Regions from separate parts of the Sus scrofa genome. Here region 2 is linked to region 1. A link is a contact called in public Hi-C data. All regions are on one chromosome and are shown on one strand. The core of a region is the stretch at or near the end of the contact, and the rest is flanking DNA. Distances in the headings are between cores, read along the strand shown.

Region 1 (2,700 bases), core at 7-2,506:
GCTGAGCCACAATGGGACTTCCTTGTCTGTAACTCTTGTTTTCATTTCCTTCCCATCTATCTTCGCACTTCTGCAGCATGGGCTTTGCCTTCATTATCTCTGATGGTCTCAGCAATGACATCAAAGACCTTTGTGTTGCTAAATCCTTGGACACTTTTCAGCCCTTCCTCCTTTTCTCTATAGCAGCTGTTACTGTTGACCACTCATTCATACATTTATTCATTCAACAAATTTGGGGGAGGGAAGCTGGGCCTAAGAGATATATAGTTCTTATACTTTCATAGAACTCTAAAAACATCCTACATCATTACAACTGCTTGCTTTTCCTTCTACTTCTCTACCCTTAGTCCTGTTTGTATTTTGGTTTCCAAGCTTCTGCCTCAGGCTGTCTTCCTATCTTTTTTGGTTAAATACTTTATTATTATTACTTAAGTTTTCTTAAATTACTCAATGAATTACATTTATAGTTGTACAGTGATCATCACAATCCAATTTTATAGGATTTCCATCCCACAACCCCAGCACACCCCCCCCCCATTATTACTTAAGATTAAGGTGGGATGTTTTGAGGGGAAGGTGCAGAGATTTTTGGATCTTGGTTTCTGAAGGAGGCTGCTTTTGTGCCAGCACCCATATTACATGCTAGGCATATTATCTACTTAATCCAGTTAAAACTTCACAAACTGGATTGAGTTATATCATTGGCTTTATTTTATAGGTAAGAACGCTAAGGTTGAGACATTAAGTTACTTTCATAATCACATTCAGGACAGGGATTCGAACTCAGCTCTGATGCTATGTTAGCCTCTTTTCCTTGCCCCACTCTCCTCCAGTCCCACTGGATCACCATTGGGCTGGATCACCATTGTTCACTTCCTTGAATTGGCCAGGAAAATTAGCCGGGGTTTTTTGTTTTTAACAGAAAGCAACAGGGGATTTTTACCGTATGTGTAAATTTTTAAAGAATACCTACGCGAGGAAACAAATTCCAAAGACTATCAGCTTGTTTAATAGATCCCTTAGGAGAGCCACTGAACTTCCTCAGAGGCCTTGACCTCAGGTCTCTCCCTGCCGCGCAAAATTTTTTCGTCTCCAAGGCGACAGAGAGCGCTGCCTTTCTGGTGCTCTCGCGCGCCTGGATGACGCCACGCGGCGAGGTTCTCTGACGTCAGGGGCTTCCTGTCCTCCATCTTTGTCCCTGGCAAAGTGGGTTTTGCGCAGTGGCTTAGACCTGGAGAAGGAGTCGTGACGTGCAGGAAACCATTACAACACCGCTCGGGCCGTGCTCTCTGGCCGCTGCCGCCACCCCCACCCTTGCCTCCGGTGAGTTCAAGGCGGCTAACTTTGGGGTGTGTCCCTCTTTGATGGGCAAGGGGGAACCCCAGGTTAGGTTGGAGACGAGCGGAGGAGAGGAAATCCTAGGAGCGTGACCGTTGAGGAGGGAGTGAGCCGTCGGGTGTGACCGTTGTGAGGAATAGGGTTGGAGAAAGGGACTCCACCGCTGAGGCGGGGCGGGGGAATCCTCGGGGTGGCAACTGGGAGTTGGGGGACACTGGGGGAAAGAAAGGTATATTTGAAGTCGGGGGATTACGAGGGCCATGGGCCAGGGGTGTGGCCAGTAAAGACTGGAGGCCAGGGGGAGACCCTTCCTTCCCGGTTTGGCGTCGTTCATTGAGAGGCTGGGACGTGTCCAGCCAGTAGAAGGGAAAAGGGATTCCCCCAAAGCTTTGCTCATTGATAAGCAATCCTCGCCAGTCTCCCGTCGTTTTGAGGTTGAGACACCTCTTCCCCACCTTGTAATGGAGGAACCTATCCCTAGAGTCATGACCATCTGGGGGGAGGAGGAGGAATTCCTGACGTTGGAGAAAGGGAAGAAAAACCTCCGGAATTGACCCTATGTAGGGGGAGGGAAGCAAGTGGGAGTAAATCTTAGCCCGGAATTTTTTCTTTCTGGTCTTAGCAGGAATGGTCTGGTTTGAGAAAGACTGTAGATTAAGACAGAGGTAAAGACACGGGAACTTCCTGTTATTCCATATATATTCTTTGAATCCGAAGAATTGATTCATGCTGTTTTCAGAGCACCCTTCTTTTTGGGGGCAGGCTTTTTTTTGAACTCTTTCATTACGAAGTTGTCATTATGCTGCCTCATTATGAAGCAGTGTGAATAAAATGTGGACGCTTCATTAAACTTTAACTTTTAAAAAGAAGTGTTTTTTAAATGCCAACACTGTTATAATTATTATGGTTTAAAAGAGAAAGTAAACGCCATAATTTTAGAAAAGGGAGAATGGCAAAGAAAGTGGTCTCTACGGGGAACAATTTAAATCATTAATCACCTTCCTGGTGTACTTCTATTGCTTAGCCTCAGGGTACACTTACAAAGTAATAATAGAAAGCAGATGAAGGAGGTGCAGCTGTACAAGAAAACGTGTAACACATTCCAATGATGACTAAGCGTGGTGGTAAGGTGAGAACTCTTTGCAGGTATCTTAACATTTTAAACTCCCAAAGAAGCAGAAAGCATAGTGTGTTCTGCTAATCGCCTCAGTGAAAGTTGGGTGGCAAAATTAATATAAGTTAACATTCTGTGATTGAAGAGACTCAAGGAAGTCCAGTTCAGAAGAACTTTTTCTTTTTTATACACGTCCATATTTTATTTATTTATTTACTTATTTTTGTCTTTGCCTTTTCTAGGGCGGC
Region 2 (2,749 bases), core at 115-2,614, 48 kb before region 1:
AGTGAGGCCAGGGGTTGTACCTGCATCCTCATGGATGCTAGTCAGATTTGTTTCCCCTGAGCCATGACTGGAACGCCAACACAGGGTGGATTTTGAACTTAGAGTTCTGTGGTCTTTTTTTCAGCCCCTTCTTCCTTCTGAACAGGCATTGGCTTGGGTATCTCCATCTGGTCTATACCTATCTTGAGAATTAGAAGATTCCTTAGGGTCAGGTGGCCGAAGAGAAAACTCCTGAGTCCTGAACTGTTTGGATGCCTTCAGCTTAACAAAAGCAAGCACAGGAGGCATGCCACATATGGATTGTCTTGAAAAAGAAATCCCCACTCTTTTTAGTTTCACTTTCTCCGCTGTGCCCCTGTCTTTGTGGTTTCGATTTCTCAGAAAACTAATCAGAAGGCACTTGCCTTTTAATGTCTAACTTTCCAACCTAGAGATGGGGGGTGGGGGGAAGATGACTGTTTCTTGTTTATAAATAAAAATTTGTCCTTTTCATAAGCTGGTGAAAACCGAGTTAGTTCTGGCTGGAAACTTTAAACTTCTTGGAGAACAACCCAAAAAACCTGTTTGGATACACACCAAACTGTTCTTAACGATTACACCCTGAGGAGTAGAATTAGAAAGGAAGATAGAGAGAGAGGGAGGAATTGCTATTTTCTACAACATGCCTGTATTACTAGAGACATCTTTAATGCAATAAGGAAAAGAAACCAGTGCTGGAGCCAAATAAGAAATTAAGCAGCGCAGCTCACTAACGTTCTCACTTAATTTTTCCAGTAGCCTCTATAAACCTGAGTTGGAGTTGAATCTCATTGAAACTGCTGCTGGATTTCTTGTTATTGATTTGACTGCCAATGCTGCGAGTACTGTTTTGATTAAGTTTCTTCTACTTACCACCTTTATCTGTAACTTCCCTCCACAGCCCACACAAGCCACAGTCCCCTTGAGCTTTTTTTTTTTTTTTTTCGGTTTCTTTGGGGTAGCCATTCTTACAGATTGCAAAAGTTTAGCCATCATTTTTAATGTTGAGAAAAAGTGTCGTGCCCTAGAGGGAATTGAGTTTATGATGTCCTGTTTTCTGCAGGTCTCAGTTATCAATAACCATCGTAGTTGGACCTGCCCTATGGATCTTATAATGATTTCAAGATGCCTTTCAGCAACAACCACCAGGAAACTTTGAAAAAGAGAAAAAAAAAAAAGGTTTATTACTTACAGGTCCTGGAAAATACACAGCAGACCTGGGGCCACACAGCGAGGTTGCAGGTAGAGCGAAAAAGAAAGCACGCAATCTTGGAGTTCTGCTTTTAGTAGGGTGGAGGATGCAGGCTGAGGGTTTGGCGGGCTCGTTCTTGCTGAAATTGCATCATAAGGGCGGGAAACTAAGGCCTGAGAGAAAGAAAGAAAAACTAAAACGCAGAAAAAATGGTGACCCGGATGGTCAGATATAAAATCAACCACAATCTCCAAAACAAAAGAGCCTCATTGCAGGGAGGTGGCTGGCAATGTGTTTATTCAAGACAGTGAAAAAGGAAAGAAAAAAAATTCAACCATTAGGATTGACACTACAACCCAGCAATTAGTTCTCTGTATTGGCTGCTCATCAGAACCTTTCAGCACACTTTTTAAAAATGTAGATTCTAAAATTGTTTTTAAAATACAAATAAAATAATATAAAAATAAAATCATATAAAAATTTAAAAATATTTTTTTTTTTGTCTTTTTTTAGGGATGTACCTGTAGCATATGGAAGTTCCTAGGCTAAGGGTCAAATCAGAGCAGCAGCTGCCAGCCTATGCCACAGTCACAGCAATGCTGGATCATTAACCCACTAAGCAAGGCCAGGGATCGAACCCACGTCTTCATGGGTGCTAGTTGGGTTCATTAACCACTGAGCCACTACAGGAACTCCCTAAAATAAAAGTTTTAAAAAGGGGAAAAAAAAAATGAAAATGCTAGGGCTCCTCCCTAGAGGTGCAGAATCAAACAATGAATCTATATTTTCAAGGTTCCCCAGTTGATTCTCTGGTCTACCAGGTTCAGGGACTACTGAACTGCCGTATTTCCTGTCTCTCACTGTCACACTCTCTTGGCTCACTATTCATAGTGGATTGTCCTAGAAATTACTGGTATTACAGACTGCCACATAAATCCAGTTTGTACCAAATCTGGTTCCAACATGGACAGCATTATCACTTCATGACATTGCCTACAAGTGGCCAAACAGGGCAGGTAATGACCTGGCTGCAGAAAAGCAATACAACCTACAAATTACCCCAAAACATAGATTTTTTAAAAAAATTACGCTTAAATGTCCAATGAGAAAAACTCAGCAGGGTCCAGGGAGTGTCTTAATAGCCACCATTCACAGCAGATTTAATGTGGTGCCAGCATTTCATAGTACCCCTGTGTTTGCGGCCCTTGTTTGAGAGCAAGCTGCCCCAAGATATGCCACAATGGCATGTGGATTGTTTTGTATTAAAAGTACTCAAGAAGGAGTTCCCGTCGTGGCGCAGTGGTTAACGAATCCGACTAGGAACCATGAGGTTGCGGGTTCGGTTCCTGCCCTTGCTCAGTGGGTTAACAATCCGGCGTTGCCGTGAGCTGTGGTGTAGGTCGCAGACGCGGCTCGGATCCCGTGTTGCTATGGCTCTGGCGTAGGCTGGTGGCTACAGCTCCGATTCAACCCCTAGCCTGGGAACCTCCATATGCCGCGGGAGTGGCCCAAGAAATGGCAACAACAACAACAACAACA

The links. A called contact is a pair of places that touch in the nucleus more often than the background predicts.
Region 2: a contact with region 1 is called in a Hi-C map of blood, with 2.1 times the contacts expected there. The contact joins the promoter of SLFN11 here to the promoter of AP2B1 in region 1. A contact is called at or near these places in 4 of 47 Hi-C or Micro-C datasets (all in blood) and 1 of 2 datasets of contacts at active chromatin or transcription factors (alveolar macrophages).

The regions. Positions count from the first base shown.
Region 1 is chr12:39,925,434-39,928,133 of Sscrofa11.1, reverse strand. AP2B1 (adaptor-related protein complex 2, beta 1 subunit) reads left to right here and starts at 1,256. Exons shown (of 22, transcript NM_001243183.1): 1 at 1,256-1,323.
Region 2 is chr12:39,973,349-39,976,097 of Sscrofa11.1, reverse strand. SLFN11 (schlafen family member 11) reads right to left here and starts at 1,364. Exons shown (of 5, transcript XM_021067411.1): 1 at 1,211-1,364.